Regions from separate parts of the Mus musculus genome. Here all the other regions are linked to region 1. Evidence: chromatin contacts called from public Hi-C and promoter capture Hi-C data. All regions are on one chromosome and are shown on one strand. The core of a region is the stretch at or near the end of the contact, and the rest is flanking DNA. Distances in the headings are between cores, read along the strand shown. Region 1 holds the start of Tle2 (transducin-like enhancer of split 2). Region 2 holds the start of Abhd17a (abhydrolase domain containing 17A). Region 3 holds the start of Zfp938 (zinc finger protein 938). Region 4 has its middle 9.5 kb from the start of Gm40720. Region 5 holds the start of AU041133 (expressed sequence AU041133).

Evidence for each region. Promoter capture Hi-C pulls out the DNA fragments that hold promoters and counts their contacts. Hi-C and Micro-C count contacts between places; a contact is called where the count stands out from the background.
Region 2: a promoter capture Hi-C map of pre-B cells shows a contact between it and region 1, with 4 times the contacts expected there. The contact joins the promoter of Abhd17a here to the promoter of Tle2 in region 1. A contact is called at or near these places in 1 of 39 promoter capture datasets (pre-B cells) and 1 of 115 datasets of contacts at active chromatin or transcription factors (pancreatic cancer cells).
Region 3: a contact with region 1 is called in a Hi-C map of B cells, with 13 read pairs. The contact joins the promoter of Zfp938 here to the promoter of Tle2 in region 1. A contact is called at or near these places in 2 of 484 Hi-C or Micro-C datasets (B cells and olfactory sensory neurons).
Region 4: a contact with region 1 is called in a promoter capture Hi-C map of the C10 cell line, with 5 times the contacts expected there. The contact joins the enhancer-like site here to the promoter of Tle2 in region 1. A contact is called at or near these places in 13 of 39 promoter capture datasets (the 3T3-L1 cell line, 3T3-L1-derived adipocytes, the C10 cell line and 8 more), 3 of 15 datasets of contacts at CTCF or cohesin (the NIH/3T3 cell line, large pre-B cells and pro-B cells), 7 of 484 Hi-C or Micro-C datasets (B cells, the G1E-ER4 cell line, epidermal suprabasal cells and 3 more), 19 of 115 datasets of contacts at active chromatin or transcription factors (the NIH/3T3 cell line, T-cell acute lymphoblastic leukemia, Th17 cells and 10 more) and 3 of 9 other capture datasets (adipose tissue, embryonic stem cells and liver).
Region 5: a promoter capture Hi-C map of neural stem cells shows a contact between it and region 1. The contact joins the promoter of AU041133 here to the promoter of Tle2 in region 1. A contact is called at or near these places in 1 of 39 promoter capture datasets (neural stem cells), 1 of 15 datasets of contacts at CTCF or cohesin (the NIH/3T3 cell line) and 2 of 115 datasets of contacts at active chromatin or transcription factors (both in embryonic stem cells).

Annotation. Positions count from the first base shown.
Region 1 is chr10:81,572,071-81,578,363 of GRCm38.p6, forward strand. It overlaps Tle2 (transducin-like enhancer of split 2), which reads left to right and starts at 3,217. Exons shown (of 21, transcript NM_019725.2): 1 at 3,217-3,621; 2 at 3,735-3,832; 3 at 4,166-4,229; 4 at 4,459-4,572; 5 at 5,559-5,621. The coding sequence starts at 3,598.
Region 2 is chr10:80,587,833-80,594,125 of GRCm38.p6, forward strand. Abhd17a (abhydrolase domain containing 17A) reads right to left here and starts at 2,509. Exons shown (of 5, transcript NM_145421.2): 1 at 2,343-2,509.
Region 3 is chr10:82,237,705-82,243,997 of GRCm38.p6, forward strand. Zfp938 (zinc finger protein 938) reads right to left here and starts at 3,571. Exons shown (of 4, transcript NM_001105557.2): 1 at 3,467-3,571. The coding sequence starts at 3,469.
Region 4 is chr10:82,165,441-82,171,733 of GRCm38.p6, forward strand. No RefSeq gene overlaps it. Among named protein-coding and RNA genes, the nearest start is that of Gm40720, 9.5 kb to the right of the region's middle. Within about 2 kb of position 2,566, at least 15 of the 459 cell types and tissues checked have an H3K27ac peak or open chromatin away from gene starts, as enhancers often do. A contact at or near this core is called in B cells and pro-B cells, where this site is marked.
Region 5 is chr10:82,124,532-82,130,824 of GRCm38.p6, forward strand. AU041133 (expressed sequence AU041133) reads left to right here and starts at 3,482. Exons shown (of 4, transcript NM_001163064.1): 1 at 3,482-3,567. The coding sequence starts at 3,565.

The DNA of each region.
Region 1 (6,293 bases), core at 1,967-4,466:
TCCAGGGATGGGGTTCAGGCATTCTAAAAGGAAACCCCTGATCATATCCTCTGCTTCCACGGAAGCTCAGAGGCTGTGGCTTCCCAGGCCGCACAACAGAGGGGCAGTGGCCCCCTTCCAGGAGCTCCCACCCTCTAGGAGGCTCCCTTTGGCCTTGGGTTCCTTCACAGTTGCCCTTCTTTGGGGAGGCTGCAGCGGGTGGCCTTGGGCTGATCTTAGAATAAGATGGAGATAGCTTTAGGGGGGAGAAGAGATTCCAGGAAAAGAGAACTCAAATTAGGTCATTCAATCATGACAGGGTACCTGAATAGGGGAGGGTAGAGGGTGTGGCCAGCACAAATAGTGCTAAGAGGGAATGTGTCCTCCGGGTAATAGAAAACCAGCGGAGAGTGTATAGGCTTAGAGAACCGAGGTTGAGGGTCACTAGCAGGAAGGGTGCTGCGTGGGACATGGGGGTGGGGCTGGTCTGAGCAAATCTTGGCAGTGTAAGCACGGTGACACACACCTGCGACCCTGACTCCCCAGATGAGACCAGCCTGGGTTAGATTGGGAAACGCAACCAATAGCAAACAAGCTTGATTTGGGGAGATGGTGAGGGTTGGCAAAGGCGATAGCTCAGGGAGTGGAGATTCTGGAGTCCCGGGGGCCTCTGGGGATCAGAAGTTCTCAGACACCAAAAGCCGGGAATCAGGAACCGCTGGGGCCTGGGGACAGCTTGTGGGACACTGTTTTCTCAGACTTCCCAGGAGCCAGGTGTGTTCCTCGGTCTGCAAGGGAAAAATGAGTAAACAGTAAAGCAGAAACTAGGGCTGAGGAGTAAGATGCCGTGTTTCTAGTAGCAGGTGCTGGGAGGCGCTTCAAGGCACCAGCACAGGCCTCTGCAGGGGAGAGGATGAGTGGCCAGAACCTGAAAGAATGGTCCATGTAGAAGGACCTACACCTTGTACAGCGCCTGCGACAGCCTTAAGGCTGGGCAACGCCTAGGATGCTGGAGAGTATGGCGGTCCAGATACTGAGAGTGCTCCACCCCTGGCCATGGCTCCAGCCACTTACTGGAGGATGCTAGGGTGGGGAATGGGGTGAAGGGGGGCTCCACTACTAATCACGCCCCAGCCTCCTCGCTGGAGGATTCTAGGCTGGGATCCACCCTTGACCACGCCCCCAGTCCCCTCTCGGGGATTCTGGCAGATGCTCCAAGGAGTTACAGAACACTCATTCTCAGAGGGCTAACTGTCTAGGTCAGAAAGACTGTCACTTTCTGGGCCCACGGACTTTGTAAAGTTCCATCTACAATGTTAACCTTACTGAGCGCTCTCCCACACATATGATCGCAGTGGCTCATGTTTGTTCCTCTGTCATCGCTTGTCTAAATTGTTGCTTTTCATACAGCTCCTGACCAGCCAGCTGTGATCTTGGCTGCTCTGTGGCTCATCTCCCAGAGTTTGATCAGAGAGAGCTCCATTCTGTCCTTTTATCCTGGAAGTCCTAGGTTTTCAGCTAGTATCCTCCTGCTGTAGAGCGCTGGCCCCGTGCAAGTCTCATAAAGGCCCCTGTCCTCTGTAGCTGACTTAGCTGCCCACAGAGATCCAAACGTTAATGTGGATGTGAGGTCTTTCCCCTATGATTGTTGCCCACTGTTTCCCAGTGCATAGTAGTTCACAGTAGCACCAGGCATACATTTATTGATTGATTTAATGATGGACCAGAGCTCAGGTTTCTTTCCTTGGTTTTTTTTTTTCCCTCCCTCTCCCTGAGACAAGGTTTCTCTGTGTAGAACCTGGTTGTCCTGAAACTTGCTCTGTAGATATCTTAGTTAAGATTTTACTGCTGTAAACAGACACCATGACCAAGGCAATTGGGGCTGGCTTACAGAGTCAGAGGGTCAGTCCATAATCATCGAGACAGGTGCATGAAGGCCTCCAGGCAGGCATGGTACAGGAGGAGCAGAGAGTTCTGTGTCTTCTTCTGAAGGCCCCTAGAAGAAGTCTGACTAAGGCACTTGGCAGAGCTTCAAAGCCCACTCCCAGAGTGGCATACTTCCTCCAACAAGACTACACCTACTCCAACAAGGCCACACCTCCAAATAGTGCTACTCCCTGGGCCAAGCATGGTCAAACCACCACAGTAGACCAAGCTGTCCTGAAACTCAGAGAGATCTGCCTGCCTCTGCATTTCAAGTGCTGGGATTGAAGGTGTGGGTCCCCTCCTTCCTCTTCTGAGGTCTAGTCCTGCCAGAGTTGGAAACAAAGGATGATTCCTGGGGGGAAGGGGGTTTCCATGGTGACAGGTGGCTTCTCAGCTCTGGGGGACACCCTTAAACTTGATGGGATGTAGGAGGTGGCCTGATGGCACACAGAGGCCTGTTGTCCCAGCTACTACAGGGACTGAGAATTCCAAGCTCAAGCTTTGCAGGGGCAACTTAGCAAGGCCTTGCCTCCAAAAGTAAAAGGGGGCTGGGGGCGTGGTCAAGAGTGGAGTCTCTAATCCCTAGTGAGGGGCTGGGGGCGTGGTCATGGGTGACTTCTGCCTAGAATCCCTCGGTGAAGGGCTGGGGGTGTGGTCAGAGGTAGAGCTGCTGCCTAGAATCTCCCAGTGAAGGTCTGGGGGCGGGGTCAGTGGTGAAGCCCCTGCAGAAGATTTTCTAGTGTTCCGGTTCAAGATACACAAGAGTTCTATGCACTAAGTTTAAAGAGTCTGGTCCTTTAGGAGCCCAATCTGGATAGAGGAGGCCACCCAGTTGGCTGGTGGTGGCACTAGCATGCAAGTCTGTAGTGGGCTCTGAGCCTGACCAAGCTGCCCTGGGCTCTGTCCTGGATCTCTCCAGAGTGGGGCAGCATTGGTTGACAAGCATAGCCTGGGTCTGCTCTTCCTGGGACAGGTGTGTATCTCTCTCTCTTTCGATCTTGGGGATGTTTATCCTTCATAAGGGCATAGTGTCGCTGTCCCAGAGAAGCCACTTGCAGCCCCCACGGCTCCAGAGGCGCGCGCACAGAGATTTTTTTTTTTTTTTTGCCTAATTTCTCTCCCCCCGGTTTTTTTTTTTTTTTTGAGTGGGGGTGGGGCGGGAACACTAGGATCGAACCCAAGCCTCAGTTTCCCCAGCGGGTCTTGGAACCGAAGAAGCAGAGCAGGCGGGGGCGGCGGTGCCACCTTAAGGCGGGTCCCGCCCGCGGCTCCCAGCCGAGCCCCGCGGAGGGAGGCGGCTCCGCAGCCACTGAGGCCACCAGCGCCGACCCCGGGCGGCGGCCACAGACCTGCGGCGCTGACTGCAGCTGCCCCTGGGTTGTACAACCCCGGACGCGCTGGCTGGAGGGGGGGCGCAGCGCGGGGTCCTGGTCCCCTGCCCCGACAGGCTCTCCCTGGCTGCTCTTTCTTTGCGTAAAAATCCCTCCCCCAGCTCCGGCTTCTCTCCTAGCTTTTCCAGGCTCAGTCTCCTTGCACCCCAGCTCTAGCTTAGCACCCCAAATTCTACTGCCTGCTCCTCCCCGCACCCAATTCTCTCCCCAGCGCCACCTCTGCACCTCAGCGTCCCTTTGCCACATCCTCAAGCCTCCAAGAAGCTGGGGGGGTCCATTCTCTCACCCATCCATCAGCAGGATGTACCCTCAGGGAAGGCACCCGGTGAGTACGGAGACTCCCATCTCTGGCTGCAGGAGGTGGGGACCAGGGAGGGGACTCCTGCCTGCTGTTGCCCTGGAACTCACCCTAGTGTCCTTTCCCACTCTCCCCCTCAGACCCCGCTGCAGTCTGGCCAGCCTTTCAAGTTCTCAGTACTGGAAATCTGTGACCGGATCAAAGAGGAATTCCAGTTTCTTCAAGCTCAGTACCACAGGTGAGGGAGCCCTAGTTCTGGGCCCTGGGAAGCCCCATGGGGGTGAGCGGGGACTCTTGGAGGGGCGTGGTTTCTAGGGCAAGGGGCGGGGCTCATTGGGCCTACTGGAGGGCTTTCTGGTGGAGGTGGTGCCCAGAAGAGTGTGAGATGAATGGATTCAGGGAAAGCCTTCCCTGAGAATGTTTTGGTCCCAGGAGTAGATCTGGGCTCGAGAGGACTGGGAACAGTTTCTAAAGGAATGGGGAGCCAGCAGCTTCTGCCTGTCACTGTGGAAACTGACCCATGTGGGGTGTGGCAAGTCAACCCCCATTTTTGTCTATTCTTCCTGCCCAGCCTCAAGCTAGAATGTGAGAAGCTGGCCAGCGAGAAGACAGAAATGCAAAGGCATTATGTGATGGTAAGGAGTACCTGCCCATTCTGCCCACTTCCGTGTTCTCCCTAAAAAGGGCAGGCTGGGATACCAGGCACTGTTCTGTGGGTCTCCCCCCCCCTCCAATTTGGGGGACTACCTGATTGTCCTATCTCTCTGAGCCCATCCGTGATCCATCTTGTGGGTTCCCTGTCTGGGTCTCCATGGGGCTCAGGGTGTTTGTGTCTTGCCCTGATACTCGTACCACCCCCTCGAGGCTGCACCCCATCAGTGTCCCCAGGGTGGCACCAGCTATCCACACTGGCCAAGACTGTCTCCTTTGCAGTACTACGAGATGTCCTACGGACTCAACATTGAGATGCATAAACAGGTGACCATGTGGGGTACGGGTGTCTGCGGGGAGGGTCTAACTAAGTTCATCCACATTTCAGGTGGTCATCCCAAAGGTTCTGAGTGGATCTGAGATTTGAGATAGCCCTGAAGGTTCTGAGGGTTCAAGGATCTGAGATAGCCCTGAAAGTTCTGAGATAACTGACAGTTCCAAGGACTGGAGGTTCTGAGATAGCCCTGAAGGTTCTGAGGGCTTGAGCTTCTGAGATAGCATTTGGAGTTGCATGGTTGATCCCATGGGCTTCTGAGACTCCAGCCTATGGTGTTAGGGTTCTGAGATACACTCTATGTGGAGATTGACTTTGAGGTCTGTAATTAACCCTGAGTCCCCAAAGTGGCCAGTGGCTCTAGGGGGTCCTGAGGGTTCAGAGATCTGTTGATGAGTGGATTTATAGGTTTTGCCCCCGAACACTCATGATTCCATGCTGGAGCCCTACCCTAGGCTCCTTTCTGTGCAGGTAGATGCTGAGTGAGCCTCACCTGCCATTTGCTTCCCCTGGTTTCTGTGGGACTTGGTGCTGATGTGGGCAGCAGAGAGCTGGTCCTTACTGGTCCTTGCCTGGTGGAGGACACAGGCCTTGTAGGCGACCAGAGGCAACCACAGAACAGCCCCCCAAAGACCTGCAGAGAGCTGGGTCATGCCAGACAAACACACACTCTTTCACACAGGTTTCTAGGGCCTCGGGGAATGACCACAGTGCTGCCTTGGGCATCATCGGTCCATCTATGTTTGCATCTCTGAGGGCTTCATAGGGCGGTGGGGAGGTGTCACAGACTTGCAGGACTCCCTAGCCAGGCAGCTCCACGAATGCTCAGTCCAGCTGGGGGCTGGATGGTGGAAGTGACTGTCCCTTCCAGTGCTGGCGGCTGGATGGTGGAGGTGACTGTCCCCTCTAGTGCTGGGGGCTGGATGGTGGAGGTGACTGTCCCCCTCCAGTGCCACCCAGCTTGTTGCTTCTCTACCAGGCTGAGATTGTGAAACGCCTCAGTGCGATCTGTGCCCAGATGGTCCCGTTCCTCACTCAGGAGGTGAGTGTGCAGAGTCTTGGAGGCAGGGAGGGTGTCCTGGGCCTGGTTAGACACTGGCTGAGGGTGAGGACCAAGGGCATTCTGCCCTTCATATGTCCATGAGTGTGCATATCATGAGGACAGAGAGAGGTCAGCCTTGGTGTGTGCGCTTCCCACGGTGCCATTCTCCTTTGATTGCTTTTATTACACTTTAATGCATTTATTTAATTTTATATGTATGGGTGTTTTGTCCACATATCTGTGCACCATATGTGTGCAGTACCCTCAGAGACCAGAGGAGGACGCTGTGTCCTCTGAAATTGGAGTTACAGATGGGTTGTGAGCCATCATGTGGGTGCCAGGAATCGAACCCTGGTCCCTTGAGAGAGCAGCCAGAGCTCTTAGCCACTGAGCCAACCCATAATTTATTTTTTTTGGGAAGAGGTGCATAGGCCATAGCAGACATGTGGAGGCCAGAAGTCAACTTGCAGGAATGGGTCCTCTCCTCCCACTATGTGGTTTGCAAAGATTGAACTAAGGTTGTTGTTGGCTTGGCTGCAATATCTTTACCTACTGAGATATCTTGCCATCCCACCCCCTCTAAATAGGCAGGGACTCTGACTGGCCTGGAAGCTGTCTAGTCAGTGAGTCCCAGGGTCTTCCTGTCTCCTCACCGGTGCTAGAATCGTACAC
Region 2 (6,293 bases), core at 1,259-3,758, 980 kb before region 1:
GAGGAAGGCAGAAGACTTCATAGTGCAATTTTGTTTTGTTTTTGTTTTGTTTTTTGAGACAGGGTTCCTTTGTATAGCCCTGGCTGTCCTGGAACTCAGAAATCCGCCTGCCTCTGCCTCCCAAGTGCTGGGATTAAAAGCGTGCACCAGCACACCTGGCTCATGGTGCAATTTTAACAGGATATCAACCTACACCTGGGTTTTAGGTCACAGCATATAAATCCACAGGGACAGAGAGACATGGATAACAGGCAAAGGGAGACACATGACACTCAGGCAGCTGTGGGTCCACACACACACATTTTTGGATCCCTGAGAATCTGAGGTGTAAGACCACTGGTGAGAGGGATATCCCAGTCCCTAACAATTCAGGGACACACTGAGAGGACAGCTATGACAGCCAGAGCAAGGACAAAGATAGTACCAACAAGTCCCCAGCTCCCAGGTAGCAATTCTCAAAGATGCAGATGACACCAGGTGTCTCCAAGAGACACCAGGCCACACCTGGAATCTACAGCACTCCTAGAATGGAGTTGGGAGCACTTCTAGCACAGAGCAGGTGGGAACCAAGACAACACCAGGCCACATCTGTAACTGGGAGCACACCTACAGAGCAGGTGGGGACCAGAGACTCTGTCCAAGACCCTGAATAGCCCAGAACAGGCTATCAGTGAATGACCCCGCTCCAAATATCCACAAGGTCAATGTTTAGAGACACTGGCTTTATAATCAAGGCCTCCTCATTTAACACCCCTTAGACACAGAGGGCTTGGAAGGACCTGTGGTCCAGTGAGAAAGAACACCTGACCAAGCTGGAGACAAAGTGAACCAAGGCCAGGAAAGGGAGTGCTGTCCCTCACACTCCCCTCCGGGTCACTCCCATCATCTTTAAGCCTGCTGGTTCCATCAACCACCACCTGAACCTTTCCCCAACTGCACTCTAACCTTACGAAGGTCCATCTCAGCCGCCGCTATCATTCCGTGTCAAAGGCTTGGCCCTCGCTACTTTGACACTTTCTGCAGCACACACCTATTGAGTGACCTCCCTTCTAGAGTTGTCCTTCCTCCTCCTAGTCACAGACCTCATGCCTAGCCACACATCTTATCAGGTGTGTAATTTCTGGGGTCTCAACCTGCAGTATGTTTTCTAGACAAGTCAAGCAAGGGGAGGCCTCAGTTTCCTGCCTGTGGCTGTCCCTACGTATGCCAGTATCCTGAGTCTGCCATATGGGGAGGAACTCTCAGTCATGATTCCAGATACTTCTACAGTTAACTAGTTCTCCATCCTGCATGGGGCAGGACCTGGAAGACCCACTTCCACTCAACAACCATGTGCAGGGCAGCCAGAGAAAATAAAGCTGTGGAAGAAAGACATTAAAGACATAAGCCTCTGGGACCTGCCAGTGTTATATGGAGAGGACAGACAGCATGTGGGACCTCATGTCACAGATGGGGCCACTGGGTACTGTAAGCCGGGATTATTCACTCACTGCCACAAAGCCCAAGCATTGTGATCACAGACATAAAACCAGGCCCTGGTGTTACAAGCAACCAAGCTACTGTAAGGGCTCTAGGATGACCTACATATGACTGTCTGCTCTGGCATGCCTCACCGGGCCAGTCATAGTAGGGAGGCAACCCTCTAGGAGCTGAAGAGTTCAAAGAATGTAGGGTTGAGGGAGGTGGCTCAGCAGGTAAAGGCACTTGCTACCAAGTTTGAAAATCCGATTTGGATCAGGGGACCAGCATGGTAGGAGAGGACTGACTTCAGGAAGCTGTCCTCTGCGTGGGCGCACACACGTGAAAAAAAGGAAATAGCTCAGTGACAGAGGACCGCAGAGGTAAACCCGGGCAGCAGGAGAGGATTCGAAAAACTGCAAGGGCTCCCAGGGGAGCAGGGTCTGCTCAAGCTGCACCCTCAGCAAGAGGGTGCTTCAGCAAGAGGGCTTCATCGTGGGGGTGATGAGGAACCATAAAGGAGTCCTGGGCTGCAGAAAGGAAGCCTGCAGTGGGCCCCCGCTGGCAGGAAGACGCCAGGTGAGTGGCAAAGGTGGCCGGTGAATGTCAGCAGACAGATGTAGACAGAGAGGGTGTGGGACAGTGGCCTGGGTCTGCGGCTGGCCCGGGCGTTTCTTGGGGACACAGCCGTGTCCTGAGGAGGTTAAGCGACTGCTCCAGGATCGCTGCACTGGGACATGGGGATGCCAGGGACACGGTGGGTGCGCTGGTCTCACAGCCATCCCCGGAGAGCGCAGGGAGGTCTCGGACGCAGGGCCCCCGCTCGATTCGGCCCCACACCATAAACCGCCGCAGCCCGCGCGCGCCCGCCCGCCTGCACTCACCGCCGCCCGCGCCCGCCGGCCCGGGGGCCGCACTCCATGGCTCCCGGCCGCCCGCCCGTGCGTCCGTCTGTCTGTCCCCCGGGGACCCCGACCCAGCCTCCTGCACCGCCACCACCGCAGCTCCGCCGCGGGCGGAAGTGAGCTTGACCTAACACCGCCCCCGGAAGTGATGCGAGGCGAATGCGCAAGCGAGGAGGCCTCTGGCTGTTTATGGGGGCGGAGCAAAGCGACCGCGAAGCGGATTGGGTAGGTTGTTGTGAGGGCGGTACATGTGCTGGAGGTGGGGCCATGAGAAGGAGGAGTCGGATTTCTGGGCGGGGCTCAAGATGGAAGGCGGGACTTGGTTATGCGGGCGGGGCTTTATATGGGGGCGGGGCCTCAATAGAAGTGAAGGTGAATGGTCTGAAGAAGCTTGGCTGGCGACAAGGTGCCCGGTGAAGAGCGGTCTGGGGGCGGGGCCTGGAATAAAGGCGGAACCGAATGGTCTGGGGGCAGGACCTGGATAGGGTGTGACTTTGACCGGAGTAGGGCTGCGTTCAGAGGATGGGATTTGCATTCCCAGTTGATTGGTTAAATTATCCTTGCCTTCCCCCTCCACCCCATCTGCTCATCCCCTCCGTGAATTCCTGGAAGAGGCAATAAAATGAGTTTCTCTCAGGATCTCAAGACAGGAGCTGGAGAGGTGTTCACCCTTTAAGAACACTACACATCCCAGGACCCACAAGGTGGTTCTCAACCACCTGTAACTCCATTTCCAGGAGAATCTACTCCCATTTCAGGCTTCTTCAGATACCCGACAGACACATAGGCAAAACACCTTTACAACCCAATTTTTTTTATTTTATGTTTATTTATTTATTATATGTAAGTACACTGTAACTGTGTTCAGATACTCCAGAAGAGGGCGTCAGATCTCGTTGTGGATGGTTGTGAGCCACAATATGGTTGCTGGGATTTGAACTCAGAACCTTCGGAAGAGCAGTCGATGCTCTTACCCGCTGAATCATCTCACCAGCACCCTACAACCCAATTTTATTTGTCTGTGTATTTACATTACTGCGCCATGGAGCGCCTGTGGAGGTCAGAAAACAGTTTGTGGGAATCCTCTCTGTTCTACCGAGTGAGTCCCTGAGATTAAACTCAGGTTTTCTGGCAAGAGTCTTTTACCCACTGAGCCATCTCACTGGCCCTCGTTTTGAGTTGAGTGTAGGGGGCAGAGGGTGTTCTTTATCTGTTTATTTTATATGTATGTGTGCTTTGCACTCATGTGTGTGCACAACAAATGTACCCAGGGAGGGGGTGTCAAATTCCCAAGAACTAGAGTTATGGGCAGTTGGGTTGCTGGTGAGCCACTACATGGGTTCTGGGAACCAAACCCAGGTTCTTCACAAAAGCAGTAAATGTTCTTTGTTTCTTGTAGTCTTTCTCTTTGTATCCTTGGTTGTCCTGGAACTCATTCTAGTCCAGGGACTTGAACTCAGAGATCTGCCTACCTCTACCAAATGCTGGGATTAAAGGCATGCACCTTGAATTGCACCCACCTACTGTACATGCTCTCAACCATTGAGCCATTCCTCCAGCATCCCCGACTAGGTTTTTTGTTTTTTTGTATTTTTGGGGTTTTTTTTTGGGGGGGGGGGTTCAAGACAGGGTTTCTCTGTATAGCCCTGGCTGTCCTGGAACTCACTCTGTAGACCAGGCTGGCCTCGAACTCAGAAATCTGCCTGCCTCTGCCTCCCAAGTGCTGGGATTAAAGGCGTGTGCCACCACCGCCCGGCTCCCCGTCTAGTTTTTTAAGACAGGACCTCATGCTATATAGATCAGGCCAGTCTGGAACTCATTGTGTAGTTCTGTTGTAGCCTTCAAATTACTGATGCTAACTCTGTACAGTTAATTGTCCTGCTTCTTGGAAGCCTCACCAAAGAAGACTGCACTGTTGTGTACAGACGGTTTGCCTCTGCGTCCCCGTCCCCCGTCCCCCACCCCCCCCACCCGCGCTGCAAAAGCTCCCATCTTCCCGCCCTTCCGAGCCAGCTGTGTAGGCAGCTGGTTTCTGTGCTGCATTCCCTCCCTGGCCGCTCTGAGGAAACCCAGCCTGGCATTAGAATGGCACTGCTCATAAACCCCCCCCCCCCTTAATGAAAACACCCCGAGGAGCCATATGCTAACTTGAGACAGCCTCCCTGCCTCTGCGTCACAAAAACTAGCTCTCCCTCTGATAAATGAGTGAACTATTCAGATACCTGTCCTTGGGACCTTAACAAACTCAGCCCAGTGGCACATACACCTTTCATCCCAGCACTTGGGAGGTAGAGGCAGGCAGATTTCTAAATTCGAGGCCAGCCTGGTCTACAGAGTGAGTTTCAAGACAGCCAGGACTGCACAGAGAAACTTTGTCTCGAAAATCAAAACAGGAAAGAAAGGAAAGAAAAAAGAAACAAAACAAAAAAGTAACAAATTCAAGATTAAGGGTCCAGGTTTAAATCATATAGAAAAGTTAATCGGAGGTCACAGACAGTTATGGCTGGACATAAAAAAATTAGTTCCGGGTGCTCAGTGGGTAAGAGTACCCGACTGCTCTTCCGAAGGTCCAGAGTTCAAATCCCAGCAACCACATGGTGGCTCACAACCATCCGTAGCGAGATCTGACTCCCTCTTCTGGAGTGTCTGAAGACAGCTACAGTGTACTTACATATAATAAATAAATAAATCTAAAAAAAATTTTTAAAAAAATTAGTTCCTGATAACCCCACAAAAGACACTCCTTAATCCCCCTCCCAGCTTAAGTCCCTTCCCACCAAAAGGTATCCTGGTTGAGTTACTACCTGCTGCCTATCCCTGCCTCCTCACCCTAAGCATTCAAGGAATTCAAGCATACTGCACTGTATATAAACTCAATGTTTAAGTGGATGGTTACAGTCATCTATTGCATGGAACACAGGGCCCCTAATGAGGGAGCTAGAGAAAGTACCCAAAGAGCTAAAGGGGTCTGCAACCCTATAGGAGGAACAAAAATATGAACTAACCAGTACCCCCCAGAGCTCGTGTCTCTAGCTGCATATGTAGCAGAGGATAGCCTAGCCAGCTATCAATGGGAGGAGAGGCCCTTGGTCTTGCAAAGACCAAGTACAGGGGAATAACAGGGCCAGGAAGCAGGAGTGGGTGGGTTAGGGAGCAGGGCAGGGGAGCTATAGGGGGACATTGGGGATAGCATTTGAAATGTAAATAAAGAAAATATCTAATAAAAATAAATAAATAAAGCCAGGCGTGGTGGCACACACCTTTAATCCCAGCACTCAGGAGGCAGAGGCAGGCAGATTGTTTAGTTCGAGGCCAACCTGGTCTAGAAAGTGAGTTCCAGGACAGCCAAAACTATACAGGGAAACCCTGTCTCGAAAAACCAAAATAAACAAATAAATAATAAAATATAAATAAATAAATAAACTCAATGCTTTCTGGGCTCATTATCACATGCCAGTGGAGGCTTGCAATCTGAGTCTAGACTCAAAACGATAATAAAAAAGACTTTTGCAAATTGCAGCAGACTTCACAAATTTTGGGCTCATCTGGGTTTCCCACAGACTCAGGGCATAACAGTTCAGCCTAGGCCCTCTCACGCCACAATCCTCCTACCCCAACCACCATAGTGTTAGACTGACAGACATGAGCTACCGTGTGAGGTTGAGTCAAGTTGTTTTTCCAGCGGGAGAGGACACCATCTCAGGTGGCCTAGGGTAGTATTGAACTCTTGAAGTCCGCCACTGGATTACTGAAGTGAGGGGTGGCCATCACCACATTCTGCAGACTACATTCTCATTCCTTTCTCCCCTACCCCATTCCCAACCTCTTTTGAGACAAGAGTCTCATATAGCCCAAATGGGCTTGCTCTGAACACATACGGAGGGGTAGCTGTGTTGAACTTCTGATCTGCCTGCCTCAGCCTCCCAATTA
Region 3 (6,293 bases), core at 2,321-4,820, 670 kb after region 1:
GAGGTTAGACATGCACCCCTTCCTCCCTTCCCCCCTTCCGGTTGAGGGATGGGGCCACCCATCTATCTCCAAAATTTTAGCCCAGAATTGCTCCTGTCTAAAGAAAGTACAAGGACAAAGAGTGGAACAAAGACTGAAGGAAAGGCCATCCAGAGACTGCCCCACCTGGGGATTGATCCCACATGCAGATGTCAAACCCAGACACTATTGCTGATGTCAAGAAGTGTTTGCTGACAGGAGCCTGATATAGCTGTCACCTGAGAGGCTCTGCCAGGTCCTGACCAATACAGATGCGGATGCCAGGCTGAGCACAGGGACCCCAATGGAGGAGTTAGGGGAAAGACTGATTTATCTGGCATCAATAGGAGGGGAGGCTTTTGGTCCTGTGAAGGCTTGATGCCCCAGTGTAGAGGAATGCTAGCGTGGTGAGGCAGGAGTCGGTGGGTGGGTGAGCACCCTCATAGAAGCAGGGTAAGGCAGGGTGGGATGGGGGTTTGCGGAGGGGAAACTGAAAGGGGATAACATTTGAAATGTAAACAAATAATATTTCAAATTTTAAAAAATATCTAAAGCTTTAGACATATATAGCAAACTTCATTATGCATACAGACCTGAGTTTCTGGCCAAGTGAAAAGAATAAACAGGACATTAAAAAAATAAAAACAACAACAACAACAAACAAAAAACCTTTTAAATAAATTCTCATTAGAATCAACCAAAAAAATGTCTATGGCTCCCTCCTTTGCTTTTCTTTGGCCAGCTTCACCCCATATGGGGGAAGGTATACTGCACTGTGCTCTTTGACAGGCTTAGAGACTACATTTGGCAGAATTCTCCAACCATTCCTTTTTCAAGTGACTAAGTGCAGTCTTGAGAGAACCAGCCAACCTTCAAGTCCACCACCAGTATGCCCTTGTTCTAGTCTAATAATACTGTTTGTGAGTATCTGAAGGGACAGTTCAGCCTGGAAGAACCCTAAAAGGTGTTCACTCTGTGGAAGTGAAGGTGGCTGGCATTACACCATGGATCGATCCACTATAGCCAGATCAAAAAGTAAATGCCATAAATACTGCCAAATATCTATATCTGGACTATGGACCAATTCAAATTAATGTTTCATTGGTTTTCCAGGTCCTTCCACTCCTTTCCTCTCTACCTCCACCTGAGTCTTATATGGTATGAATAAAGGGTCATGGTACAACCCCCACTGGACTCAGGCCTGGGTCTGGAAACTAAGAAAAACATATACAGGGGAGATATTAGCTAATGTAACTACAAACCAGGAACCCATATTCATGTTGACCTTTGCTCACTGATGTCCAGTTTAAATGTCAGGTTGTATTACAGAAAGGAAAGATGGGGTTTACCTATACAGATAGAAATACAGACTTTACAGTTCTACACATGCCCTGCAGCTGAGGCCCCTGGTTGCCAGAAAGAAGAAAGTTTCCATTACAGAAATAGTGTTTCTAAGACTGTGGATTCCAGAAAAATTCCCTTAAAAGGATTCTGGCCTTGGGCAAACAGGAAAAACCCAGAGAATCAGGCTCTATTCCACAGGGAGGGACTCTGGGGATGGAGTTAAACATTCCCAGGCAGAATTCAGCCAAGATTGCTGCTTTTCCTTAGACACATGGCCTCTCTGTACTACATATGTATAGGAGCATACTAGGCTTTCAGCCCACTGACTAACAAAACTCACAGTAACAACCCATATTATTAGTGTTCTGCTTTGTAAGTTAATTCATCTGGATATCCAACAGTATTGCTGAGCCTTCTAAACTACTTTGTGGGCATATACTAATGGCTTGACTAAATATATCTCTTTTGATCCTTTACAAACTAAGTACACAGGTTGATCAAGAGCTAATGCTATTAAAATGTTTCTATTAAAACAACAGTTAGAGTCCCTTACAGAAATGATCCTACAAAATTGAAAAGGCTTCAACTTACTTCTTCTGACAGAAAAGAAATTATGTCTGGCTTTGGGGAAAAACCCCTATTGTTTCTATGCTATTTAACCAGAACTAATTTAAGAATTACTGCCATGGTTAGGGATAAAATTGATACTTGTCTCCATTTTCTTGGTCCTCTGGCTAACTACTCTGCTTTTGGCACTGACTGAGCCTTTAATTTTCATTCTGATTGGATTAACAGTGGGGTCCTACATCTTAAACTAAAATAGGATGAAATCATGATTTGACACATTCACTAAGACCAGTGGGGAATGTAACAAGGGCCCTGACTCTATGATGACAGTACCATTCAAGCTGTAACTTCAACACAGAGACAGTACCATCTGCCAACAAAAAAACACAAAGGCCTAGTCCATCAAAGTCCAAAGTTATGGGATAGTCTCTACATGTACTACCTTACTCATGTTGTCAACATGGTTTTTTGTGCTTAAAAGCTCCTCATGAAAAAGGCTCAGGGGTATACTGGGATGGACTTGCCTTAGCAGGGAGCTGAGCTAAACCTTGACTAGAAAGTAATTATGTGGTTTCCTGCCATCTTGGCTCTTATATCACTATCATATGGATTTTAAGCTATGGATCCATAGACCCAATGAAAAGTCTAACAATTTAAGCTATCAACAACAGAAAGCAGATGAGAAACAGTATTCAGTACTCATGAATGAAAATTGGTTAACAAAAGATTGAATATATACAGTACACACAGTGACATTCTCTGACTTCAATTGTCAAATACAACTGCAATAAGGGCTATATTGTAGCTAAGCAGTGGTGGCCCACACCTTTAATCCCAGCCCTTGGGAAGGAGAGGCACATTTGTACTTCTGTGAGTTCCAGGCCAGCCTAGTCTACACAGAGAAATCCTGCTTCAAAACAAAACAAAACAAAACACAAACAAAACCCCCATACACAAGCAACCAACCAAACCAAGCAAACAATCTAATAAAAAACAACTTCCTGGGGAAGAATAGAAAGATCGACAAAATATGAGAAGGAAAAAACCCACACCATTAAAATTGTGTCAATTTTGACAACTTAGGCAGGGGAACACAGTGAGTCTGGCCTTACTAACACACGTGACTGGACCACCGTGGCATCCACATGCGAATGTGTTAATGACACAGACCTTACACTGCGCACAGTTAACTGCGATGGATGCTACACCCGAATGTCACGTGCCTGGTGCAGAACTTTAGAGGGCACAGAGAAACTAGAGCTCTGCCTGTCAGAAAATCTGCCTTTCCTGGAGACGGTAAAAGCAAGTGAGGCGCTCACTGCATGGTGACGTCAGCATCAGGGATGTTTTCCCACAAGGGCTCCGAGCTCCCCATAGTCGGAGCAGGGGGTGGAACTCAAGGAGGTCATTCAGGGAGGTGCAGGGAACTCAAGTGAACAAACAGAGAAACACCTGACGCTGATTCCCCGCAGCCCCTGGACAAACACCACAGGGGCCCCGCGGATCCGCCCCGCATTTGGACAGCGATCCAGCTCACCATGGCGCAGGCTGCAAACTCGCACAACTCTCCTCCCAGCTCCCGGCAACAGATCACATCAAAGCACACGGAATCACAGCCGACTTCCACAGAGCCTCAGCCAAGACTGCAGTATGGCGGACCGGAAGTGCTCTCCCCATTCTAACTGCTCGGTCCATCTGGAGTCCCTGATTGGCTAGTGAGGCTTGAGTGACAGGAACAGCTCCCACAGTGACAGATTGCACTGATGTTTCCAGCCCTGGCTTCCACCTCAGGCACAGAACTGCCCCAGACCTGAGGAGTTTGGCACTGCAGTAGAACTTGAGCCTGAACTGCAAAGTTGTCCCCACATTTTTCCTACACTCAGTAGACACTCTTCCTTCGAGTAGGCACAGGAGAGGGTCTCTAGCTTGCAATGACCATTAAACAATGTACAGGGGGTGAACCCACTGCTTCACAGCTATATGGGCGCCCAGCCCGTCCAAGTCGAACTTAAACTACCTAATTGATACGCACCATTCAGGCATTAGCAATTACAGTAATGTTGCTCACATTTCTCTCCACTGCACATTAGTAGCCAAAAGATTAACTTTCCCAGCCTTTTGTGGTGACACTGGCCTATCATGTCAGCATTTGGGAGGTGAAAGCTGGATATAAAAACATTTACGTCTGGTCTACAGAGTGAGTTTCAGAACAGTCAGGAAAAACCAAAACAAGCAAACAAATAAAATGCAAGAAACTTGATTTATGGCACCAAATGCAAACAATTAGGCTTCCCAAACAGGAGGTGACCAGGGTCAGATGATAGATATAGACAGTTTGAGATTAGCATGTCTTGCATAACACAATGGCTCATGTTAACCGAGTTTGTTAAGATGTACTGCTCAGGCAGATTATTTGTACATTATCTCCAAGGCATTTCTTTTACATTAAGCAACTAACTCTACTCTGAGTTGGCAAAGAAAAGAAAATCAAGGAAGACAGAAAGCAAAGACATTTGTGATGAAAGGAGTAAGAATCATGAAAAGAGGACCTGTCCAGTAACACCCTTTGCAGGATGTGTCAAGGTCTGTCTTTCTGTACAGACTTTGCCTCAGGCCTGCTCAGGCTGTGCTTACACAGAATCCAGACTGGAGACTGGAATTATTTACTGTGTGCTCTTCTTACCTATAAGGATCTGGGACCTAGAAGGCTGGTCATCACACATCTGGGCAGTGACTCCCATTGGGACTAAGGTGCTAGATGTCATGTATGTGTCCACAACATTGCTGTTCTGTACCTATGACACTTGCTTATGCTACTGGGATGACCACACAGGTTCTGGGTAAATGACAACCACACATGAAAAACCCCCTACTCTGGTGTGTGTGTGTGTGTGTGTGTGTGTGTGTGTGTGTGTGCATGGTACAGGCCACAAGGCCCTTGCCTGCATGCCTTCCATCTGACAGACCTTACTCTTGGTGGTGGATTTCACCACCAAGCATCATTATCATGCTGTCTTACAACCTCCGTATTCTGGACTTTTAAAATTCAGTGCAGGCCACCACTTCCTGAGGGTTATTCAGGTAAGCCACTCAGGGACATATCTTGCCTAGCAGGTGAAGTTTACATTGCTCCTCTCTCCATCACTGCTGTGCATCTAGATCTGTTCCTTTGACATCTCGGAACAGAAAGCGGTAGAAGGAAGTGTTTTTTAAGACATCATTGTACATATATGGCTGCTTTCCTACGTTTATACCTGTCCTCAACATCTGTGAAGTGTCCTTCGAGATTAGAAGAGGCTTGTTGGATTCCCTGGAAGTATAAGCATTTGATAGCCACCATGTATGTTCTGGGAATTGAATCTTAATCCTTTGGGAAAAAAACAACTAGTGCTTTTGACTGCTGTCCAGTCCAGGTAGAAGTAAGACTTCAAACCAGCCTACAATGAAACCTTTTCTCCTAACTTTGACTACAAAGTGGCTCCTGGGAATAAAAATACAATATTAGATAACTAAATAAAGGGCAGGAGAGATAAGATCATTGGGTTTAGAACACTGGCTGTTCTTTCAGGGGATCAAATATCAATGGCTTGAAACCACATTGTAGCTCAATGCAATCTGTAATTGCCATCTCAGAGGACCAGAGACTCTCTTGTAGCTTCTTCAGGGCGTTGCATGCATGTGGTCCACCACATACATGTAGTAAAAATACCTATAAATATAAATAAAAATTGAGATTCTAAGAAAAGTAGATAATTTACATCATGAACTGGACACTCTGGTGTCCTTAACCAAAAGTGGCCATAAGTGAAACCTGAACTGTGATGGTGGTGTCAAGATGTCTGTACTCACTATCTTGACAGATGGAAGGCATGCAGGCAAGCACCCTATCATGAGAAGCTATTTAAACTTAAAGTCTGTATGATGCTAGGGTTAGATTTGTGTTTGGAAAACTATAGCCCTATAGAATTGATTGGAGAGTATCAAAAGTGAGGTCAGATTCTAGGTAAAATGATTAAGACAGATCTTAGTTATTGACATGGGAAAAATCTACCAGAAGTGAACTTAGCATGGATGTATAGGGGTGAATGACTAGGATAATTAGGGCGCTAAGGGCCTGCGGAACCCAATAGAATCAGAAAACTGAAAATGTGTAGTTAAAGGATGATGAGCTTGGTGTCCTCAGACTGAATCTTAATCCTCACATTCCTGATGGCTGGGGATTCTGACTTTGTTTGAACCCTAATATACACATCATGGAAAGAGATAGCCAACTCCTACAAGTTGTTATCTGGTCCCACGTGGGGAGCATGACATGGACATGACCCTCCCCATACAAGCTAGCAAACAAATAAATATAATTTAAA
Region 4 (6,293 bases), core at 1,316-3,815, 590 kb after region 1:
TTGTGGAACTCTTCGCTGAAGAAAAAATATTGAGCTGTAGTTCTCATGGCAACCTATCTGTTTTGGTTCCTCTTATTCCTTTTCTTATTTACATGTTCCTGGTAGCCTAGGCCAAGACCTTAAGTGAGAATAATGGATTAAGAAACCATCTTTTGAGATAGGGTCACTAACATGACCTTATGCCTGGGGAAACCAATGGTTTACTTTTAAAATCATTTACAAAACTATTATGATAGATAAAAACTTTCCCAACAATAAAATTTCATATGGCTACATGTGTGTTATTGGAGGTGGCTTTTGGTATGGTAAAGAAAGCCTTAATTAGAATTAAAATAGTTTAAATTTATGTGTTGAAGATTTATTAAAAAATCAGGTATTAGATGTTAAATAATAATTGACCATATGGGGCTGGAAAGTTAGTTCAGTGGTTAATAGCACCATAAAGATTTATTAACCTGCTCTTGGAAATATGCCACTAGCCTTGAACGATTGCCCACACTGATTATATTCTTTTAGAATTGTTATATTTTGATGATTTACATTAACGATGATGTTACCTGTTCTGTTTGTGATTGTTTCACTGGATACAGTTTCTAAGAGAGATTTTTTGTGCTTTACTGTGCCAAATGATTTTTGCTGATATTTGTGATTGTTTCACTGGATATAGTTTCTAAGAGATATAATGTTTGGTTTTTTTAACGTATAAAATCCCCTATTTGAGAGCTTCAAAATCCACTCAGACTCAGACTGCCCCTGCGTTTGTTTCTGTTTGTCACTGCTGAATCCTTACCTAGCTTCAAGGACCCACATTCCAGGGACCCTCATACCCAACTTGGGTGGTCTGTGACACAGAAGAAAAATTACCTTTTGGCACTTGCACGATCTTTAGCATTCACCAGGAAAGCTTAACCAAGCACTACAAGAACTGATAACAACCAAAGGAATCCTAGTCCACAGACAATAAGTGTAAGTTTATGGGAGATGTTAATGAGACAGATATATCTTATTAATATTTTTATTTTGATAAAAATATGTTGTCCAGATGTAAGATGTCAGAGTTTGGCTCACTCTAGTGCCTACCTACAGCCAAGGGAGACCAGCCATGAAGGTTGATTGTGGAATCATTTCTGGAGAATAACCTTTGAGGTTGAAGGAAAATGAGGAGTCTAATGGAAGGGGCCTTTGTGAGCCTATGAAGAAAGACTGATGGACTTTGGACATTTTAATTCTTTCACAACACCAGTCAAGGACTGGCTTTCCTCTGTAGACCTGTCATTTGGAATTTTTAAAGATGATCTTTGGTTGGTTGCCTCAATACCTTCCCCAAATACAGCTGGAGGAAGCAAGATACGCTGTTGCCTCAATCCTGGTAAGGTTGCCTCTTCAGAGGGGCTGGGTTTGAAAACAGGAGACTTCCTGTTCTTTGGCTAGGCAGCTTAGGAAAAAAAAAAGACCTCAAAGGAAAGGAACATGTTTCTTACCAATTAAGGGCTGGAATGTCACTAGAACTATTAACAAGTTCATCCTTACCGGAGTTCAAAGATGCCAAAAGTGTCTTCAGAGCTGTGATCTCTGAGCTAAGTGCTTTTAGGGACTTTATGAAGGGGTAAGGTAGTAATGAAATCTTGTCAATAGAAAAAGCTCCATGAACAAGAGAACAGAATTTCTGGCCTGGGTATAGGTCTAACATTCTAATGGGGACAAATCAATATCTTGGCAAAGGAACCATCCCTATGAATCAGGGGACTTACTTTGAACTATACCAATGAAGTAGATGGAATAATACTTTTTTGTACTAGAGATTTGTGTCAGGATTATGGATTCAGCTAATACTAATCAGGGTCTCAAGATGGACTCACTTGTCAGAATGGGGAGGGTACTTCTAGTTCGCTATGCTGCAGGCTTGTCTGTGTTTGAAGAAGGGGCTTGTGTGCTGCCCTGTGACCCACTGCTGGAACCTGTGAGGAGAGCCAGGTAAGCTGGGAATCTGAGCCATGGGGAGCAGGGCTGCCATCCCCACGTGGGAAGGAGCTAGAGGACCCTGTGTAGGGTTCATCCTGGGATGTGGGAACCAGAGGCAAGACTCAGCATCTGGTGTGATTCCGTTTGTTCCCCCTGAGGTCCTTGTACCTCCCAGGCACCCTAACCGTACTAATGAAATAGATGCTATAAGTATTATTTTTTGTACTTGAGGCATGTCTCAGGATTATGGAATCAACTAATACTAAACAGACAGGTGTGCCCTCCCCATTGCAGTTTCTTATTCCAAAATAGGACATAATAGCAACATCTTAATATCTTTGAAGAAAACGTTAAAAAAAAAAAGACAAAGAAATTTGTTTTCTTTTTTAAAAATCAAATATTAGTCTTTTTATTAAATACTGTTAAACTTGTTTTTGGATCAAGGAATTCAAATCTTTTAAATTTTCCTATGTAGTGAACCCGTTCTTTGTGGAAAGGATTTAATGACACAGAACAGGAGCTCTTTTCTCCTTAGGGCAGTGCCTCTTTCTTCTTCCTCTTTCATTTCCTGTGCAGCAGTAGACTACCCAGATAAATAAGGTTGAAGTCAGACAGCAGCCAAAGAAGAAAAGATACAGCCACCACCTGCTTCTTGCCACGTTGGCTACTGCACATGAGCTGCAATCTGCCTGATCCACCTCCTCGTCACTATGTATTCCTGGGAAAGCAATATGCTCAGATGCTTTGATACATAGCAGCACAGTGGACACAGACTCACGTGTTGGATCTGGGTGAGAACCCTGGAAAGAAGCACCATGCTGTTACTCACTGGTTCTCCCGCGGCAAAACTTGCTCCAGAGACCCTCTTTGGCAAGGGCCACTCACCTATATAGGCCTCCCTGGAATAACAACTCCCCTACACTATGATCAGAGATCAAAGGACTTATACCACACAAACTTTTTCCCAGGTCTGTCCTCCACCCAACAAGCACACAGGGTCACTATACTGGAAATTTGCATTTAAGTAGAAATGCTTTCAGTCTCCCAGAGCACTTTATGTTTCTCCTCCTAGGTATAAGGTCTCTAGTATGCACAGTCATTACACACTCAGTGTTGTAGTACAGCTATCTCTTTACCTCAGAACTGGAAAGTCCTGTAGATAACCTTAGGTCAAATTCAAGTAGGAGAAACAAAGCAAAGGGAGGCCATGGATTTGAAAGCAAAGAGGTTATATAGAGGGTCAGGAGAGATGAAAGCGAAAGACCAAATGAAGTAATTATAATCTCAAAAATAAATTTTAAAACATGGTATCAGGCTTTATGGTTCCATGTTCTCAAGAGAATAACAATTTATATTGGAGGCAAACAGAGGATTAACTCATACTTTTTATCCCATTCTCATCCAGAAAACAAATATCAAAAAACAAAAACAAAAACAAAAAAACCCAAAAAACCAACCAGTTAGGCAGGGCCACAAAAATTTGCCCAGCTCTTCTGTTCTCCTTGAACTAGTGTAACTACATAATTTGGTTGCTAAAAGGAAATTCACTTTTTAACTATATTTTTGGTTGCTGTGGTCTGTGCATCCCAATTGAACACTAATCAGATCATTTATCAATCACCTGAAGTTTATTAGCTAACTGTTCACTGGTAACTTCAAGTGTAGACAAAAATTGGAAACCTTTTAACATCCTTCTGGGCACCTCCCCTCTGTTTGCAAATGCAGAAGTCATGATCAGGGCATAGTTCCCTCTACATTTGCAACACCCAATAAAAGGCTGGGCTCTATTAAGCCATGAATCCCCTTGCCTCTCTTTTCTTTTCGGACCTGCATACCTGTATTCCCAGCACTACTGTGGTAGAGGCAGATTTGGGTTTTAAATTCAATTCTCAGTTGACATAGGGCCAGGCAAGCCTGGGATACATGATGTATTTCTCTCAAATAAATTAACAACTATTTGAGAAACATCAAGTCAAATTCTTAATTACTGGGAATCCTTCAAAAATAGAAGCAAATAGAAACCAGAGTAGTGATCTATACACAAAAAAATGAAATTTAAAAGGTGTTACTTTGGTGGTTTGAGTGAGAGTGGCCCTCATGCGCCCTTATGATTGAATAATTGGTCATCAGAGAGTGACTCTCTGATTGAGTGGGATTAGGAAGGGTGGCCTCCTCGGAGTAGGGACGGTCTTGTTGGAAGAAAATTGTCACTGGAGGTAGGCTTTGAGGTTTCAGGATCCAAACCAGACCCAGTGGCTTTCTCTTTTCTTGCTATCTGCTATCCAGATGTAGAATTCAAATACTTTTCCAAGACCATGTCTGCCTGCATGCCACCATGCTCCCACCATGATGACAATGGACTGCATCTTTGAAACTGCAAACAAGCCCCTAATAAATGCTTTCCTTTAGAAGAGACTCTGTGGTCATGTTTTCTCTTCACAGTGTTAGCACACTGAGACAGGTTGGCATTTCGATTTATTTTACTAAAAGGACAGTTAGCTACAGTGATGTTGAAATAGAGTGGGCACTTCTCAGGAAGAGGAAATGCTATTAACAAGAGACTGTATGAGCTTGCCTTGTATAAAATGTTCATTGACGAGTGCTGGATGCTGACACACATGTTATACCAAATGTCCTGTGTCTTAATGCTCTCACCATTGCTACACTTACCAGCATAAGAGTGTTGCCTAATTAGAAATACCAGGGCTCAAGCTAACCTTCAGAAATTGTACTCCCCCAATTCAGTTTTCCTTCATTCTTAAGGCATAAGTTAACCCATCCTGGGAAAGTACAGAAAGTCGTTTATCTTGCCTTATCACATCCTTTATAACATAGACCCCTTCAGTTTAAAGCCTTAAAATAAGGTGGTGGCGCATGCCTTTAATCCCAGCACTTGGGAGGCAGAGGCAGGCAGATTTCTGAGTTTGAGGCTAGCCTGGTCTACAGTGTGAGTTCCAGGACAGCCAGGGCTGAAACCCTGTCTCAAAAAACAAAACAAAACAAAACAAAACAAAACAAAAAAGAAAGAAAGAAATTAATAAAATGAACGGTTTTTTGTTTGTTTTTGTTGCATGGATTATTTTATTGTAAATAAAATGCTCTTAAAGCAAGAATTATATAATATTAAAAGAAATCACACAGAGGAAAGTATTTATATAAAATTAATACAGAAATATATTAAGTTTAGAAAGTGTTAAGAGAGAAATAAATAAACATAGAAGATCAGCTCTCCAGAGAAAGGAGAAAAAGAAATAAATTGCAGTCTCCTAAGGAAGGAGAGAAAAAGAACTAAAGTGAAGTCTCCAAAGAGAGGAGAAAATTATAGGTATTAAGGAGAAGTGTTTTCCATGTTAAAAAATGAAAAATTCTATAGAAGAGAACATTTGGACCCCCTATAGTTTTGTTTGGCTGTCAACATACAAATAGTTATTTTTTCAGTTACGATCACAATTTTATATATCATTTTAAGAGTAATCAGAAGAAAGGAGACTTAGATAAGGAAAAGAAGGAAAATCAAATGCAAGATTGGAGGTGATAGAAAAGAAAATGGAAAATCCTTTGATTCAGAGTAAAGGGGCTTCAGAGGAATCAAATATAATGCCTGTGGTGCCACCTGGTGACAAAATTGCAGAATGGCAGCCTATTATTAAATTTATTATGTTGAATTAAGAATCCAGATTCTTACTGCTGCTACCTTAAAGCTATGTCATACAGTAGATCGTATATTTCACTTTGTACAATTTGAAAACAAAAATGTACATGTGTTGATATAAGTTGATATATGTTCAGAATTCCAAGGGGCTTCTGCCTTGAGTTCTGAAAAGAATGATTCTGGTTTACACATTTATTGGATGTTCTGGCTGTTATGGGAATACTGACGCAAATCAAGACTGACAATGCTGCGGCATATTTCTCTAGTAAAATGAAGTGATTTTTAAATATTATGATATAAAACATATTCCAGATATTCCACACAATCCTATATGACAAGTAGTTATAGATCTAATTGTACTTTAAACAAGATGGTTAACAAACAAAAAGGGATAACAAAGACCCCACTGAGCTAGATTACATAGTTCTTTATTAACTTTAAGTTTTTTGAATGGTAATGAATAAACAGCTGCTGAGAGACACTGCATTTTTGAGAAAAACTGCTGAGCTAAATCAGCCTGTTTATGTAAGGATGCACTTAGCACAGAATGAAAGGAAGAAAATATGTTACATTGGGGAAGAGGTTTGTCTGTGTCTCAACAGGGGAAGAAAAGCTGTGGATTTCATCCAAATTAATAAATATCATATCTGTCTATGGGAGACCCCCTGAAGATTTTTGG
Region 5 (6,293 bases), core at 2,232-4,731, 550 kb after region 1:
ACCTTGATACCTAAACCACACAAAGACTCCACAAAGAAAAAGAATTTCAGACCAATTTATCTTATGAATATCAACACAAAAATAATAAAATAGTCACAAACTGACTCCAAGAACACAGCATTCATCCCATCAAGAAGGCTTCATCCCAGGAATGCAGGGATGGTTCTATATATGAAAATCCATCAATGTATTCCACCATATAAATAAACAAAAATGTCACATGGCCAACTCATTAGATGCTGAAAAGGTCTTTTGACAAGATACTACACCTCTTCGTGTTAAAATTCTTGGAGAGGTCAGTGATACAAGTGCATAAAACATAATGAAAACAAAATAAATCAAGCCAATAGTCAACATCAAATTAAATGGAGAGACGCTTAAAGCAGTTCCAATAAAATTAGGGGCAAGACAAGGTTGTACACTTTCTTCCTATCTATTCAATATAGTACTTGAAGTTCTAGCTAGAGCAATAAGATACGTAAATGGGATAACAAGATACAAATTGGAATGAAGAAGAGACAGAATTGCTCAATATTCACAGATAATATAATAGTATACATAAGTGACCTCCCAAATTCTACCAGATAACTCCTACAACTGATAAACACCTTCAGCAATGTAGCTGGAAACAAAATTAACGTACTGAAATCAGTAGCCCTCCTTTTTACAAATGATAAATGGACTGAGAAAAAAAAATGAAGACAACATCCTTCACAATAGCCACAAATGACATAAAATATGTTGGTGTAACGCTAACAAAGCAAACAAAAGACCTGTATGACAAAACTTCAAGTTCCTGAAGGAGATTAAGGTAGATGTCAGAACATGGAAAGATTACCCATGCTCATGGATTGGTAGCTTTAACATAGTGAAAATGGCCATCTTACCAAAAGCAATCTAACATTCAATGCATCAAAATTCCAACACAATTCTTTACAGACCTTGAGAGAGAAATTCTCAACTTCATATGGAAAAAAAAAAACCTGGATAGCTAAAACAATCTTAAACAATAAAATGACTTCTGGAGGAGTCACCATCCCTGGTTATAAGCATACTACAGAGCTATAGTGTTAAAAACTTTATGATATTGGTATAGAAACAGACAGGTTGGTCAATGGAATTGAACCAGAGACCAGAAATAAACCCACACATCAGGTCAGTCTTCCTGTGGCACCCTAACAACTGGAGCAGGTTCTGTCCCTGAAGCTGTTGCCTATTTGTAGAATTCATTCTCCTATCTGGGCTGCCTTGTCTTCCCTCAGTGGGAAAGGAGTCTAATGCTGCAGAGATTCTCTCCCCTGTTCAGTAATTGACTGGTAAGATTTTATTCAGAAGTCAGGGAATAAATAGTGAGCAGTACTTATGCAACAATGAGGCTGGAGATACTTTGAATAAGGCTTGAAACCAGATATGGGGCCAGAGATATCAGCATTTGAATAATACAGAGATAATCTTCCCACAGGGCACAAAACATTATGTCTTCATTTTCCCCTTCTAGCTAATAAAAGGCTCTTTCTGTTTGGAATCTTTGGATAAAGTATTCTATAATCTATTCTATTTTGGTGAGTTTAAATTCTGTGTTTAAATCATTCTTTACCATAATTGTATAGAGCTTAATACATTTTCCTAAATCCTAAACACTTTAAACGTATATGGGAGACTTTGTCTAGTCTTCAACCCCAATAGACATCCAAGAAGGAATAATTACCTGAGTATGTACAAAGTGTAAGCAAGCAGCTTCCAAAATTAAAGAAATGAGAGAGAAAGCTGACTGCCTGGAACGTTTTATCCTTTCTAGAGTCCAACGATCTCAAAAGTGTTTTGAGAACTCTGATCTTTCAGCTAAGTGATTCTAGGAGCTGTGGGAAGGAGGGAAGTTAAAAGTGATAACATATTTAAATGGAAATCCCCATGACCAAGAGAACAGAATCTCTGGCCTAACATTCCAATGAGAATTGGCCAAGGACCCATACCTATGATGCAAAGGTCTCACCCTAAACCATAATAATGAAATAAATGCAATAATTATTTGTTTTGTACTTGAAGTCTGGCTAAGGATTATTGAATCAACTAACACTAAACAGGTACCCCTCCTCATTGTACTTTCTTGATTCAACACAGAACATAGTGATGACATCTTAAATGAGTTTAAAAGGAACAGCATTTATAGAAGAGACAAAAGGATATATGTTTAACAAATCAAATATGAGTATTTTCCATCAAGTACTATTAATCTTGTTTTTGGATTAAGAAATTCAAATATTTTTAATTTCCCTATCCCGGTAAAACCTTAGTTTCCTCAAAGATCCACTTGTCTCTGGAGCAGCACGTCTTTTCTCTTACTTCTCCATATCCGTTGCAGCAATTCTTTCTAGACTATCCAAATGAATAAGACTGAGGTGAGACTCAAGCCAAAGGGGAAATGATACAGCCACCACCTCTTTAGAATAAAAACCAACAAAGCCTCTGCTTAGGGCAGGAACATAGCTTCTAGATGAAGAGTAACGTTTTCTTTTTCCAGACACTAAAATGGCAATGCTGGTCTCTTCCTTGGCCACCCTGAACTTACTTCTAATATGCCCACATAGAAAACAACTTTAAGAATGATTTAACACCCGTCTCCTGCCATCCAAGACTTTCTTAGAGGTGCTAGTTTTATGTTCTTGCCAAAGGTCAACTTGGCAAGGTCTGTTTTGGTGCTTCAGGAGGTCTTGAAGGAGTCAAGGGAACCTGGCTCTTTGGCCTGAGGGGCCGTGGTTATAAGCTCCAAGGCCACCTGTGCTCAATCTGAGGCATCCTGTATTTTTCTTGTCAGCATTGCTGAATTGGTTTCTGCTGACTGATTCTCCCTCTGCAAACAGTGTATCATACATGCACTTCTTAATAAACTTGTTTGGCATGAGCCATCATCATCTTATACTGATACCTCCCTGGACCAGAATTGGTGGTGTATTGTGCCATAGACCAGGCTGTTTTAAACTACTGATGCCCTGCCTCTACATCACAAGGTTGCATGATAAGGCAGTGCCACCGCAGAAGGCTGGGGCACTGTTATGTTTGTTCAACGACGTGCAGTTGAGAGAGGTGTTTGCAATCCATGGTGTGCCTTGTTGAAATTGCTGATACCTGGTAAATATCCATCCGGTAGTTTAAATCTGACCTGAATGGAAATGGGCTTTCTTTCAGTTGTGAGGCAGGGGGATCAATCCACTACACCTTGTTTAATGATCTGCATATGCTAGAGACCTATATGAAGGAGAAGTTCCCACTAGGTGCAGGGACGACTTTGCAGTCCAGGTGTAAGGCCAATCTGTTCTGTGCCTGGGGTGGAGGATAGGGCTGAGAATGACTGTGCTGCGTCCCTTCACAGCCTCAGTCGCTAAGGGATCTGCTCCTGTCACTCAGGCCTCACCAGCTAATCAGGGCCTCGAGGCGGAACACCAATCGGAATGGAGGCGGGCACTTCCGGTGTGTGGCAGAGGAAGACTCCTCCATCCATGTTGGGCGCAGTGACCCTGCTTCCCGCAGCTGTGAGGAGAGTGGGGCGAGGTCCGAATCCGCGCCATGGTGAGCGGGGCCGCCGTCCCCACGCGGGGAGGAGCAGATCCGCGGGAGCCCGTGTGGGGTTGACTCGGGGTGCGGGAACTGGCGGCGAGACGCGGCGTCGGTGTCATTCCGTTTGTTCCCGAGTTGTGGTCCCGCAGGTGGAAGCGGGACCTCTCATTGACTTAGGTCTCCTGGCTGCGCCTGCGCACCGCATGGGAAGCGGGAGCTGGGCTTATAAACCATTCTGGGCTGGCTGCAGAGCTCGCGCATGCGCGCTGTCATTGTCAAGGGAGGCAGTGGCTGGCTGGCAGACCTCTAGTTTCCCTAGTCTTCCAGAAGTTCTGAACCTGGCACTTGACATTCGGGTGTAGCATCCATCTCAGTTAACTCTGCGCAGTGTAAAGTCTGTGTCATTAACACATTCGCATGTAGATGCCACGGTGGACCAATCACGTGTGTTAGTAAGGCCAGACTCACTGTGTTTCCCTGCATAAGTTGTCAAAATCGACCGAATATTAATTGTGTTTTTGCCCTAAGTGTGCTTGTTCTCTCATGTTCTGTTTGTCTCAAACAGCACAGTCTTTATTGCAGGTGTAGGGTAATTTAGAAGTCAGACGGTGTCACTGTGCTGTTTATTCAGTCTTGTGTGCTCATGTTTTCATTCATGATGACCTTTTGTCATCGGCTTTTTTATAAGTGGTTTTAAGTGCTGAGCCATCTCGCCAGTCTTAAACTTGACAGATTTTCAGAAATTTACATGTGTGTATGCCTATGCACAAGATGAAATCTGAGGGTTAAGAGAATTTAGGTTTGCTTTAGAATCTGTCTTTGGGTGTTAGGAGAAGACTCAGTAGGTATACTGGTCAAATTTGGTGAGCTTGGAACAAGCAATGGATAGGTATTCTTCTGATTAATGATTGATGCAATAGTTCCCATCCCACTGTGTTTGGTGCTGCCGTGGGCAGGTGGTCTTGGGATGCATAAGAAAGCAGTCCTAGGAAGCCATTAGATCGGAGCAGTGCCTTAGTCAAAGTTCTGTTTCTGTGAAGGGATGCCATGACCACAGCATCTCTTATTGACGGAAACCATTTAATTAGGGCTTGCTTATAGTTTTAGAGGTTTGGTCATGGTGGGGAGTATGGTGGGACATTGTCAGACATGGTGCTGGAGAAGTAGCTGAGAGTTCTAAATCCAGATCAGCAGGAAGGAGGAGAGACTGTGAGCCTAGCCCAAGCATTTGAAACTCCAAAGCCCAGCCCCAGTGACACACACTTCTTCCAAGAAGGCCACGCAAACTCCAAAGCAAAAAAAGTCCTCGCCTTGTCAAGTAACACCTCGTTCTAATGACCAAGCATTGAAACCCATGAGCCTGTGGGCACCATTCTTTTCTTTCTTTTGTTTTTTGTTTTTTTGTTTTTTTGAGACAGGGTTTCTCTGTGTAGCCTGGCTGTCCTGGAACTCTGTAGACTAGGCTGGCCTCGAATTCAGAAATTCGACTGCCTCTGCCTCCCGAGTGCTGGGATTAAAGACATGGGCCACCACGCCTGGCTAGTGGGCACCATTCTTATTTGAACGACTAGAGGTTGACAGCATATGTGGGATGTATAAGTCTGCAGTGTGTAGTTATAGAAGTTTGCAAAATCTGTTCACTGGAGCTTGAGACTTGGCATTATAAAGAGATTTTTTATTCACTAATCTCGATGTGTGTGGTGTGATTTCTCATTGGGAAGGCCCATTAATTCCAGAACAGCTTCACCTTCAGGCTTTTTGTAAACATCCTTTACAACAAGCTCTCTTGTGTTGACTCAGGTTGTCTTCTAAGGCCTTGCTGCCTTTCTGAGTCAACCTCCTCATTTCTTGGATTAAAGGTTTCTAACACCACACAGTTCTGAAAACACCCATTTGAACCATGTAGTGGGCTGGCCAGATCAGTAACAAGACAAAGATTTGTGTTTCTCTTTCTTGAAACCAGAATAGAAGGAATAGTTTACTGTGTAAACTGCAGGAGGAAACAGAAACAGATAGTAGCTGGGTTTTAAGCTGGTCTCCATTATAAAGAATGTTCTGATGTTTCAGGTGACTTTTATGCATTAATTCATATGATAGGAATGAAGGCAAACAAATTGGTGGATGTTTAATTTGGGGAGGTTACCTTGGTCCAATGAAATTTCCACTTTTCCAACTCTCTCAGATGGGTAAGTGCAAAGCTAGTTGGCTCTCTTCAGTGTGGTGAGAGGTTTGAGTCACAGGGCATTTGTCTGTGGCTTGTGTAGCAGCATATAGCACTCAGCAAATAACATTTTACACAGGGAAGGTCGTAAACTCTCTTATTAATGGCATTCACTTTACCAGGAATGAACTTGATCTGTTTTAACGTGATCTGTAGTTATTTTATCTCTTTTAAAAGCTAAGTATCAGCATCTGGCATAGAGTGGTGTAGGCATTGCCTCTAGAGACTCGTGCGTTTGAATGCTTGACTATCAGGAGGTGTAGTCTTGTTGGAGTAGGCGTGGCCTTGTTGAAAAAGTCTGTCACTGTGGAGGTGGGCTTCGAGGTCTCCTATATGCACTAGGCTGGCCAGTGTGACACAGGCTTCCTCTTCTGCTCCCTGTGGATCAAGACCAAGAACTCTTAGCTTCTCCAGCAATTTGTGTGCCTGGACGATGCTGTGCTTCCTGCCATAGTGATTATGGACTAAACCTCTGAAACTGTAGCCAGCCCCAATGAAATGTTTTCTTTTATGAGAG